Linked DNA regions of Mus musculus: regions 1 and 3 are each linked to region 2. Evidence: chromatin contacts called from public Micro-C data. All regions are on one chromosome and are shown on one strand. The core of a region is the stretch at or near the end of the contact, and the rest is flanking DNA. Distances in the headings are between cores, read along the strand shown. Region 1 holds the start of Rapgef3 (Rap guanine nucleotide exchange factor (GEF) 3). Region 2 holds the start of Col2a1 (collagen, type II, alpha 1). Region 3 holds the start of Asb8 (ankyrin repeat and SOCS box-containing 8).

Evidence for each region. Hi-C and Micro-C count contacts between places; a contact is called where the count stands out from the background.
Region 1: a Micro-C map of embryonic stem cells shows a contact between it and region 2, with 2.1 times the contacts expected there. The contact joins the promoter of Rapgef3 here to the promoter of Col2a1 in region 2. A contact is called at or near these places in 1 of 39 promoter capture datasets (hippocampal neurons), 1 of 484 Hi-C or Micro-C datasets (embryonic stem cells), 1 of 115 datasets of contacts at active chromatin or transcription factors (embryonic stem cells) and 2 of 9 other capture datasets (adipose tissue and pancreatic islet).
Region 3: a contact with region 2 is called in a Micro-C map of embryonic stem cells, with 2.1 times the contacts expected there. The contact joins the promoter of Asb8 here to the promoter of Col2a1 in region 2. A contact is called at or near these places in 4 of 39 promoter capture datasets (the 3T3-L1 cell line, the C10 cell line, hematopoietic stem and progenitor cells and 1 more), 1 of 15 datasets of contacts at CTCF or cohesin (the NIH/3T3 cell line), 3 of 484 Hi-C or Micro-C datasets (embryonic stem cells and nephron progenitors), 11 of 115 datasets of contacts at active chromatin or transcription factors (astrocytes, embryonic limb bud, embryonic stem cells and 2 more) and 2 of 9 other capture datasets (adipose tissue and liver).

The regions. Positions count from the first base shown.
Region 1 is chr15:97,765,627-97,769,834 of GRCm38.p6, reverse strand. Rapgef3 (Rap guanine nucleotide exchange factor (GEF) 3) reads left to right here and starts at 2,169. Exons shown (of 28, transcript NM_001177810.1): 1 at 2,169-2,440; 2 at 2,861-3,073. The coding sequence starts at 2,435. It overlaps Rapgef3os2 (a long non-coding RNA gene), which reads right to left. Exons shown (of 3, transcript XR_384421.2): 2 at 1,944-3,167; 3 at 998-1,460.
Region 2 is chr15:98,003,188-98,007,139 of GRCm38.p6, reverse strand. It overlaps Col2a1 (collagen, type II, alpha 1), which reads left to right and starts at 2,416. Exons shown (of 54, transcript NM_031163.3): 1 at 2,416-2,731. The coding sequence starts at 2,647.
Region 3 is chr15:98,143,187-98,146,974 of GRCm38.p6, reverse strand. Asb8 (ankyrin repeat and SOCS box-containing 8) reads left to right here and starts at 1,273. Exons shown (of 4, transcript NM_001170710.1): 1 at 1,273-1,374.

The DNA.
Region 1 (4,208 bases), core at 920-3,419, 240 kb after region 2:
ACCAAAAACCTTCTGGAGATATACTGCGGTTTCTTGCTGCTTCCTGCAGACTTGGGGTGATCGGATGCACATGCTGAGGCAAAACCCGTGTGAGGCAAGGCACGTGGAGGACATGGGGCGTTTGAAGGGTATAAATAGGACTCCATGGAATGACGGAGACAGAGCTTGGCTTGCTGGTACGGCTAGCTGTGCAACGCTTGTGGGTCTCTCGGATCTTCCCTTCCCTGAGGGAGACACAGCTGAGAACTTTTCCTGGTGTTCCCGATGCTAGCCTGACTCTACAGAACTGGACTGCTGGTGTATCCATGAAGTGTTTGTGAGTGAATGAGTTGCCGCTGCTGCCTGCTGAACTGAACTGCCCATTTCCAACTTCCCCCATATCCTTTCTTTCCCACTACCTCTGGTGGCTGATGGGCTAAAGGCAGGTTAAAGTGTTTAAGAACCATCATTAAAAAAACCATCATTGCCGGGCGGTGGTGACACACGCCTTTAATCCCAGCACTTGGGAGGCAGAGACAGGCGGATTTCTGAGTTCGAGGCCAGCCTGGTCTTCAAAGTGAGTTCCAGGACAGCCAAGACTATACAGAGAAACCCTGTCTCAAAAAACAAAAAACAAACAAACAAAAAAAACCACCCCCCCCCAAAAGGCATTAAAAGAAGTAGTCACAGGTCCTGCTGCATCTCTTAGCATCTTTCTCCCCTGACCTAAGTGGGGCAGCAGGAATAGGAAACACCCCCTTCCTACTCCACAGTTAGTTTCAGAAAACTCTTTTGCAAGACCTACTAGGGCAGATCCAGCATCCTGACTGCGGCCACCATTTCACCTACAACTGCACATGCGAGACACTACCCACCCATCTCCTCTCCTTTTAAGCCAAGTATACGAGCTATTCTTCGAATTGTAAGGCAGACTTCTTTCTAGGTTTCCCTCTTTCCTCACAGGGGCAGAGAAATCTTCACTAGTGTGCCTCAAAGGGTGGGCACTACAGACGACCTGTTTGTTCAAAATGTTCATTCAAAGCTCAGACTTTCCATTTCATGCCAATAGGATGGAACCAGAATTTGAGGAGTTAAACCAGTCGTGCCCTTGGGGAGAGAAAAACTGTTGAGACACACACACATTTAAATTCAGTTTTTAAATGATGGTTAAAGTTCTCAGTTCTGGGTGGAAATGGGCTTAGCTATGCTGGATTTAGCCCTCTCTCCCGCTTCCTGGCTTAATGGCAGTGGGAAAGAAGAGAGGAGGCTAGAAAGCTTTAAAACGCTGGGGTGGAACCTGTGCCTTCTTCTAGACCCTCATCAATGTCCTGAGCAATCACCGGGCGCCACGGAAATCACCGTCCCTGGTCACAGTCTGTCCACTAGGAAGCAGGAGCGAGTGAGACGAAGTGCGAAGTGCCGGCCATCTGTGCGGAAGGGGCAAAGAGGCCCAGGGAGGAGGTGTGCTCTGCCTTCACCACCTAGCCGGGCATAGGGGAGCATTTGGGGGGCGGGGCATGGCCCCAAAGCCCAGGCTGTCTTTGAAACTCTGCAACAAATCCGAGTCCCGGCACAGTAAATCCAACCACTTGTCTCTCTCTCCATCTGGAATGCAGTCCCTCCCCGCCAGCCTCAATTTCCCCACCCGCGCCAGTGTATGCGTTTGGGAGGGCAAAGGTGGGAAGCCAGGCAACGAGATTCCCCCACGGGAAGGCTGCCCAGTTCCAGCCCCGGGCTGCTGGAAACCCTGAACCCAAACGGGAGGCCGGACGCCCCAGGCCAGGAAGCGGCCCCAGCCCGGATTTCCCTCCCGGGTGGGGCCGCCATGACTCACTCCCTCCCCCTTCCCTAGTTTCCTTGTTTGCATTTCTCCTCTTGGCCACGTGGCGGCGGGTGCAGCCATCACCGCCCCTAACCCGGCACCCGGGCAGCTGCAGGGGCAGATACCCTAAGGCACTTCCTACCCGCTGAGGCTTCGGGACAGGAGCTTGAACCCACTGACGTAGTCTCGGGTAGGGACTCCATCAGCTGTTGGTTCTGCCCCTTCCCCTATGCCCACCCCTACCGTAAAGCTCGTGCCTGCTCCCCGCCCCCTCGGCCTGTCCGGGGAGGGGAAGGGGCGGGCAGCGCAGGGGGTGTGACAGCTCCCGCCCGGACCAGTGCCAGCTGCAGCTTCGCTTGAACGCCCTGTGCCAGCTGGCTCTTACATCTGGGACGGAGGCGGAGGCTTGGAGTTCTTAGCCTTTGGGAAGGGGTGGGGGCTGCCCCACACCCCCAGCCCTCTATTCACCCAGGACAAACCCTATCTGCCTAGCCCTGCATCTTGCTGCTCCAGGCAACCTGTCTGACTAGGGGCTGGCCCTTCGCTGCATCTCGGGACTCACACTCATACCGCTCCAGGGATCCTGCAGCCTCTTGCTAGGGCGAGCACCGCGGTGTGAGCTGGAGAAGAAACATGAAGGTAAGGTGGGCCGGAGTCAGGGCCAAAGAAAGCTGCTGGAAAGGGCGGGAGAGGAAGCCGACACGTGGGGGAGTTTGGGTGGGAGAGAGTGGCGGGGAGGAGAATTTGAGGAAAAGCTGCTTCTGGGGATCTAGTGTGTGTACAAAGGTGGACATGCCTTCAGGACATGGGTAGTGAGGTGGGGCCGAATTCCAGCCAGAACTGAGAAGAGCCCCATCGTTGTGAGTTGAGTGGAGACCCCTAGGTGCGCCAAGCCAGCAGGACCCGGGGCAGGTCTTCCTGTCCCTCCCCCGGCTCCTGGCAGGGTTGCCGCACCTCCGCATGACCAGTCCAAGTCCAGAGGACGCTAAGCCAGGGGTGGTAGTGGGGAGGTCCAGCTCCTCCGGCCGATGGCTGTCCTCTTTCCTCCCCACATCACAGGTCAGCTGGCCAGGTGAGAACCACTGGCAGGTGGGCCCAGCTGTGGTGGAGAGTCCAGCTGTGGGGGCACCGCAGGTGGGAGGTCTCCCGGACGTGGTTCCGGAGGGCACGCTGCTCAATATGGTGTTGAAGAGAATGCACCGTCCCCGCTGCTGCTCTTACCAGCTAGTGTTCGAGCACCGGCGCCCCAGCTGCATCCAGGGACTCCGCTGGGTGAGTACCGGCCATCTGCCAGGCTGGGTCAGGGCTGGAAGAGTCGGGATTGTAGTGCTGGTGGGCCAGGCAGCTTTCTCCAGAGCAAATTCATCTGGGTGAAGAGAAGGCATTGAAGTTTGGTGGCAGTGTGTGTTTTGCTGGTCACACAATGAGCCTGTATGCCTGTATGCCCCGTGTGTATGGCATGCTGCGCTGCCCCATTCAGCCACCGGTGGGTGAGCAGGAAAGGGTTTTATCATTTATCCATCACTTCCATGTGCCAGGCATGGGCTTACATGTTTGAGTTCTTTCTGTGAGGCAGTGGGAGATGTGGGGCTAGGTCAAATGGGGGTGAAATTAGCTTGGTTACTGTTCCTGACACATCACCGTGGCAACGGTCTCCTTTTGTGAACAATTGAACTGGGCTGAATCTGTTTTTTGGCTCCTGGGGTGAGGTATTTGCGTGGATAAAGCTTGGCACCGGCCACGGGGGACTGAAGAGGTTTCAGGGTGGAGAAGGACTGCTGAAGGAAGCCAGTGAGAAAGACAGGGCTAGGGAGGGGGAAGCCAGGAACCAGGCTCCAGGCTCCAGGAGTCTTCTCTTTCCAACTACTGGGCACAACAGTCCTGTCTGTATGCTCTCTCTCTCTCTCTCTCTCTCTCTCTCCCTCTCCCTCTCCCTCTCCCTCTCTCTCTCTCTCTCTCTCTCTCTCTCTCTCTCCCTCTCTCTCTCTCTCTCTCTCTCTCTCTCTCTCTCTCTCTCTGTGTGTGTGTGTAGGGGGCAGAGGGTACTGTGTGGACGGTGGAGAGAAGACAGGAATGGGTGACAGTCTTAGAGAGGATCATCTCTCACCAGCAAGTCTTTTTGAGTAAAAAAATATCATCATTGGTTATCTCCTTTTCCTACCTTGTCCAAACACTACTTCCATTTCTAATAGAGGACACTGGGCTGAGAAAGCCCCAGGTGGGTCTAGAGGAGACCCTTGGACACTGGAGTTGAGTCCCTGCTAGCCCCTCTCTCCCTGCGTCTTTCTGATAGGGGCGGGGATGGGAGGGGAGGCTTGTCCTACCCCACAACCCTACACAGGCTCTGGGTCAGTCCAGTAGTTCCTGCTGCAATCTAGCCGGCTGGAACCCGCCCTCCCTTTCAGGC
Region 2 (3,952 bases), core at 1,167-3,666:
CTGTCTCAGTCCTGGCTGCTGTTTTTATCAGCATGGTCCTTCTCGCTTCCCAGTGTTAGAACCTCATGATGCTCTGCAAATTCTCTACCATCGAACCACATCCCAGTTCCCTTGCTGCGCTCCTTATGTTTTCTGGAAACAGCTGCTCCATTTGTGTGCATCAAGCTAGTAAGGTCAGATGACACTACCTTTGTTAACCATGAGCTATGTTAACCACGGACTGTCAGACACCCAGTAAGAAGGACGCATAAGTTCCCGCCAACTAGACTGTCCCTTTTCCGTTCTTTTCAGTCCCATCTCCGTGCTGTGTAGGAGGAGACTCTAGAGTTGGCCGTGGAATCTCAGTGATTTCTATTTATTCCAGCTTCGTCCACTTCAACTCTAGTTCAAATCTGGTAGTTATTACTTTTTTTTTTTTTTTTTTTGAGACAGGGTTTCTCTGTGTAGCCCTGGTTGTCCTGGAACTCACTCTGTAGACCAGGCTGGTCTCAAACTCAGAAACCTGCCTGCCTCTGCCTCCCAAGTGCTGGTATTAAAGGCGTGCAACACCACTGCCCTGCCAATTTTGTTTTTAGTTGCAGGAACTGGAGAGCTGAATTGAGTTCTTTTATGCAGATATTGCATATATATACATATATGTGTGTATATATGTGTGTGTGTACATGTTTGTCTATGTATATATATAGGCAGAAAAACAACGCACTCTAAATATATTAGGAAGGGCAGCTCAGAGACCCAATGAAATCTGTAAAGATGTGTGAGAGTTACAAACTGACTTCCAAGCCAAGACTGGACACCTATGGTCCAAAGAAGACTTGGGCACTGCAGACTTAAAGCCACCTTTCTAGCAGAGACTGAGGCAAAAGGATCTAGCATTGAACGAAAATCCTTGAATAGCCTGGGAAGGTGTAAGAAAGACTCAAGCAACCCCCACCCTAGACTGGTTGAAACCCAGTGGCATTTTACATTAAAAAACAAACAAACAAACAAACAAACAAACAAACAAAACACTCTCTACTTCTCCAGCCAGTACACTTGCAGGGAAATTACGTTCTACACACTCGAAGTTCTTTGTTTCCATCCTGAGAAACCCCAAAGTCTGAGGTGGTGTGGTGTGCTGGGTAAGCCCCCACACACTCCAGCATTCCCTGGGAGTGTCGGTCAGGTCCATAGAGGTGGCTTCTCCCAAGGACTTCCAGCTTCCTGGAGGAAAGCAACACAGAAACCCACTTCGAGACAAAGGAGTTACTGCTTAAATCAGGTCTTAATTTCCAAGTTTCACTTTGCTTAAAGTTCACCGGAGGACCATCTCACTCCTGAAGGAAAGATGTATTTGGGGACTCATCCTCACCCTCTTGTTCTCAAAGGAGACTTCCGGGAACATAGCAAGGGCTAGGCCGAACCTCCGCAGTTTGGGCTAAGGTGGGGGGGTGGGGAGCAAGGAAGGTAGGTGAGGCTGGAGGTCCAGGGATAGGGGAAGACTTGGAGAATGAGGTTGGGGTGGGGGAATAACTAGGAAACTCTGGCGCTTTCCCCGCCCCTCACAAAGCCGAGTCCAGCTGGAGCCACCTCCAGACTCTCTGGCCAGAGCCTCAGAGTGGCCAACAGTCCCTGGCCAGCGGTTGCTCTATCCAGGCTAAGGGCACCCACTCCCCTGGAGATTCCTGAACCTGGGCCAGGAAGAGCCGAACTAGACAAGCGTCTCCAATCCATCCCGTTTTGTCCCCGGGGTTGTCTGCAGTCCCGTTAGTCCCTTCCCTGGCCTGTTCGCCCCTTAGACCTCCACACAGGTCTCCCTCTGTGTAGGAATTCACCAGACCCTGTCCTAGCCACCCGCTCAGTTCCCCCTTCTACCTAGGCCTTTTCTAGCTAGTTGGATGGGGGATGGGTTAGGGAGGCTGTGGTCCCCGAGACTCCAGGTGGGAGCTCACGGGCAGGTACTCCGCAAAGGAGCTGGAAGGCAGGTCTGGAAAACTGTCCCCCAGATTTAGGATTCTGGACAACGTCCATCTGCTCATGCTTTGGTCCCCCACGCACCTCCCCGCCTCCTAAATTCCCCATCCCCACCTTTCTTGCTCCTTTCTGTTGCTTCGTCCTCTCTGCCTTGGGTCTAAAACTCCAGGCTTATGCCTCTGCAAACAACCCCCTCCCTTCTAACCCCAGCAGAACTCCGAGGAAAGGGGCCCGATGCTCCCCCCCTTCCCGCCTGTGGTTAGAGGGGGCAGTGTGGCAGTCCCAAGTGGGGGCGACCGGAGGCTGTCTCGGTGCCCCGCCCGATCAGGCCACTGGGCACATTGGGGGCGGGAAGCTGGGCTCACGAAAGGGGCGACTGGCCTTGGCAGGTGTGGGCTCTGGTCCGGCCTGGGCGGGCTCCGGGGGCGGGGTCTCAGGTTACAGCCCCGCGGGGGGCTAGGGGGCGGCCCGCGGTTTGGGCCGGTTTGCCAGCCTTTGGAGCGACCGGGAGCATATAACTGGAGCCTCTGCCGGGGGAAGACGCAGAGCGCCGCTGGGCTGCCGGGTCTCCTGCCTCCTCCTGCTCCTAGGGCCTCCTGCATGAGGGAGCGGTAGAGACCCGGACCCGCTCCGTGCTCTGCCGCCTCGCTGCGCTTCGCCCGGGCCAGGCTCTGCCAGGCCTCGCGGTGAGCCATGATCCGCCTCGGGGCTCCCCAGTCGCTGGTGCTGCTGACGCTGCTCATCGCCGCGGTCCTACGGTGTCAGGGCCAGGATGCCCGTAAGTCGCCCGCCGCCCCTGCCTACTTCCCTGACTTGTGACCCTTTTCCTCCTACTCCCTCCCCCAAGTACTGGTCCGGGTTAGGGCGCTAAGTCCTAAGCGCAGAGTATACAGGAGTACACTGATCCTAATTCTGCGAGTAAGGACCTCTGTCGCAGCATCTTCAGTGAGAGTCACGATTGGAGACTTTCTCAGGTCCCTGCGTTAAGCAAGGATATGCAACAGGTTTGAACACAGACGCATCACCTTCCACCAGCTTTGACCAGGACGTTTCGAGCTCAGTAAAAGAAGCCCCACACTTAAAAGTAGGAGAGAAATCGAGAGACGCCTACGGGTTGATTTATCAGCCTAGTCTAGGGGTTAGACGCTGCAGAACTCAAAGGGGCGCTAGACAAAGAACTAACTCTGACCCTGATGGGTTGAAATCTGAGGCCACAAAGAAAAAGCGGCTCCCGGCGACTTCAGCGCAGCTCTCCAGTCCCCTCCGCTATCAGGCTGGCCCACAGTAAGGTGCAGCCGGGCAGCCCTTCTTTGAAACTCGGCTCTCCCCTTGCCTCCGTTAGGCTGCAGGAATTTGACACTGAAAAACGTTGACATTGCAAACAGACCTGCTTTCCAAATGTGTCCCCAAGAGCACCCACCCGCACACACACACACTGTATACCCTACAATGAGTTACTTTACAGCGTGTGTAGCCGTGGATGGATATGGGGTCAGGCTAGTGACCTGCGTATGGCTATCGTTAGAGGTGGCAGCTGTATAGCCTCGGTCCAAGGGCGGTTCCCGCACCTTTCCATCTCCTCCCTGGGTAAGATCCACTGTCTGGGATTATATTCAGGACAACCGAAGCCTGGAAAGTGTATTAGGTAGAGAATTTTCTTCCACGTGTTTGGGCACGTTTCCGACGGGTAGGGTTCCAGCCCTGTCTTTCTCTGTATGTTACAGACTGTTAATCAATCGCAGGTGAAACTGTTTGGACAGTAGGTGGGGATCAAAGACCCTCTGCCCGTGAGACTCTGTGCTCTTTCCCCTGCCACCAGGCTGTCTCCAGAGATGCTTTAGAAGGAGGCGGGCCCGGGCGGACTTTTTGCTCTTTAGCTTGGCGGACCCGGCGGGGGGCAGGGCTAGAGCGGGGAGCGCTGCCGCGAGAAGCCCGGGATAGCACTTTCCGACCCCGCCGCGCAGGGTGGCAGGGTGGCGAGCTAAGCCAGAGTCCTGCG
Region 3 (3,788 bases), core at 24-2,523, 140 kb before region 2:
AGCCAATGAAAGACCCACAATGTGAGGGCTCCCCCACGTTCTGACTCAGGAGAGGCGACACCCCAAAATCACCCACAAGAAACGGGTCTTGCTGCAAATTGCAAGAGGATTTTTATTCAAGAGCGCTCTCGGGCCCATGGTCATACACCACGCAGGGGTAGAGGACCGTGGCGCCCTGAGTAGCTGGGTAAGGGGGTATTTAAAGGAAGAAACCGAAACTTAAGGAAGTGGGGAGGGTGTTGTTGGAAGATACCAAAGATACCAGTTAAGAGTCACAAGGAAGTGTAAAGTTACAAGAGTCACAAGGAATACCTGGTAATTGTTAACTCTCAAGACAGCTTCTAAGAGCCTCTAACAATAGCACATTTGCATTGCAGGTTCTGGTAATGGCCAGGGTGACTTTCTTTGAATGAGCACTCTTTGAACCCAGGAAGCGGGTGGGTAGAGGAATGTTGCTCTCTTTTTTGATTAGCATACCTTTACAAAGGCCACATTCCCAAGCCTGGGCCTAAAGGCCTAGAATTCTGTTTTTACGTTGTTATACTTTCACCAACACTCAAGAAAGATAATACTCGGAGAAATTGAGCGAAATACATCAGTCTCAAAGCCAATGCCCGAACCCTGTACTCTTCCTTCTGTGTTGGGTCATTGAACTACAGCTGGCCCAGAACCTCCGAAGAGAGGTGACTGCCACCCTCCAGGTTACAGTACTTCATCTTGCTAGATCCTTAGACCCTCTGCTGTGTACAAGTGCAAACCTGCTTTTGTTATGTAGTGGGTAAATTCTGAGAGAGAGAGAGGGAGAGAGAGAGAGAGAGAGAGAGAGAGAGAGAGAGAGAGAGAGAGAGTTAGTTCAAATAAGCTGGGCTTCCTCAAATCAAGATTGAGAGGCAGTCACCAGCAGCTTGCTCTGTCAATTATGTGACGCTTGTACTCTGAAATGGATGATGCTAAGCAGAGAAGACGGTGGGGATGTGGTGCCAGGACTGTTTGCAGATATAGACTCTGGGAGGCAGACTAATGGGATGCCCTGGTCCACACAGACGCAGACTTATAAGAATAGGCTTAAAATTCGGGATTTTCCTCCACCATTGGACCAGGACACGAGGCCAGAGGCTAGGAGTGATCTAGCGATCGCGCCCACGTCCTATAAGCAGCGACAGGGGAATGCGTCCAGCTCCTTAGGAAAGTTTTAAGAACCCACCAACGTCCACAGTCTGCGCAGGCGCACTCGGCTCGCTCACACTGGCCTGCGCGCAGGCGCCCACGCACTCGGCCGGCTTGCGCTGTAAACCCCGGGGCTGATGCGAGCCGCTTCTGCTTCCGGGTCACGCCTTGACAGCGGCTTCCCGGACCGATCTGACCCGCGGTTCGGTGAGTGCGGCCGTGAGTGCGGGACGGTGTTGAAGCCAGCCCCCCTCCCCACCCCCAAGTCGGTGCTTCGCAGCCTGTGAACGCCCCTTAGCCGCCTGCCCGGCCTCTGTGCCTCCGGACCCGGCCACCGTTCCCGGCCTTTGCGGGTGGTGGGGGCGGGGGCTGGTCGGCGCCCCGGGGTGCAGGCTGAGACTCCCGGGACTCGCCCGGATTGCTGTGAGCGCCCGGGGGTCCCTGCCGCAAGGGACGCAGCAGCCCTGGCCTTTGCTGCCCTGGCCCCCGCCCCTCTCCGTCCGTCTGTCCGTCCAGACCCGGCAGCTGCGAACCTCCAGCTGTCCGCGTCCTGGGATTGGGAGCCTCCGGCCAGGCCAAGGGTCACCGCGGGGGCGAGGCCGACGCCGGCCCTGAGCAGGGTCTGTTGAGTGTATTTGTGCATTGCTTTAAAAAAAAAAAAAAAAAGTTTTCTGTACATTCCATAGGAGGGAGAAGAAAAAACAGGGCATGGAGCAAACGAGTCACAGCTGAGGGAAGGACCCACCGGGGTCAGATTGCAGGGTTGCTGGCCTCGGGGGCCACAGGGAAGTTGATTATCTTGATCTATCCTGACAGCAGATGCTGTCCTTGCGAAAGGCACACAGTTTCACCTGGAGCTTCAAGGTAGAGTTCTTAGCCTGGAAGCCAGGAACATCCATAAAATGAGTGCAGGGTTTAGTGCCATCTGCTTAATGTACCAGGAACTTACACAACCACATCAGGTCAAGCCTTCTGCTTTGTCCCCTCTGACCAACACCGTTGCTGAAACCCGGACTATACCTTTGCGCCCACCCCACCTCCCAACCCCATGCTTTTTTGTCCCCTTTGTTACAAAGTTTAAGAAAAAAAAAACAGGATTTGCCGAATTCTAAGCCATACCCACAGCCTCGCATACCTTTCAGACAGCTGTTAATGGCTACTGATTAGCAAAAAGAAACTAGAGTTTATACTACATTATCGAATGTATAAAGGGATAACCCATCGCAAATTTGCGCTTCTTAGTAGTTGCATGTGTAATTATATATATATATTCTACAGTAAAGCTTTTGCTTCTGAGTCACACCCTGACAGCAACTTACCTAACCCAGGGGTTTGGTGAGTCCGATCCTGGGTGCTTGATGCTGTGATGCCAATTCAAATATGGATTTAACAAATTTATATTGAGGACCAGCATGTGCCAGGCACTACTTAAAAACCTTCTCATAACCTTTACTCTTAGGGGTGGGGTTGATTTTTTTGTTTGTTTGTTTTTCGAGACAGGGTTTCTCTGTGTAGCCCTAGCTGTCCTGGAACTCACTTTGTAGACCAGGCTGGCCTCGAACTCAGAAATCTGCCTGCCTCTGCCTTCCAAGTGCTGGGGATTAAAGGCGTGTGCCACCACGCCCGGCATTCTTTCCAGTTTTTGATAGGTGCTTTTTTTTTTTTTATAAGGATGCACCACCTCAATAGCTGTTATTTAACACATCTTCCATAGTTAAAGCTTTTATTGTAGTTGAATCTAAATACGTTGAATTATTTTCTTTCACCGCTCATCCTAGAATTCTCTACCATAACGTAGTTTCAACACATTTGCACAGCCATATTTCTCAGGCATGTTGACTAGCCAGTTATTAAAATGTTTTTATTTTAAATCTGCTTATTACCCAGAATTGGAAGTATTTTTTTATTGGCTTGAAGTTTTAAAGATTTGTGTTGATTCCAGAGTGGTTCTATGCTTACTTTCCCCACTGCCCGGCTTTTTTTCTCCTTTGAATATTTGAAAATATTTTACGGGCTGGTGGGATGGCTCAGTGGGTAAGAGCACCCGACTGTTCTTCCAAAGGTCCAGAGTTCAAATCCCAGCAACCACATGGTGGCTCACAACCATCTGTAACGAAATCTGACGCCCTCTTCTGGTGTGTCTGAAGACAGCTACAGTGTACTTGCATGTAATAAATGAATGGATCTTTAAAAAAAAAAAAAAAAAAAGAAAATATTTTACAGATGACTTATCATAGGATAGGTTTATTCCATTGCCTCCCCTTCCACACAGGCATCACACTTTTTCATAGTCTGTCAAGCGACCAGTATTTGTTAAACATCTACGTTGTATGGGATGTGGTGGCTGGCTTTACTGAGCAGAGAAGACAGAGAAACGATGATATGTGCATACGTATATTGTAAGACAAGGGTGTAAGGAACCTGAAGGTGCTACCAGGAAAAAAATAGCAAAAATTCAGAGCAGGAAGAGAGTGGCATGTTCTCTTCAGCCTTCAGAGACTCCTTGCTAGCCTTTGAAGGCCGTGTTGCGCTCCAGGAGGGTCTTAGGACCTGACCCTTGGGGGGATCTTGTCAAATGAGAGAGTAGAATGTGCTGGGCGTGGTGGCGCACACCTTTAATC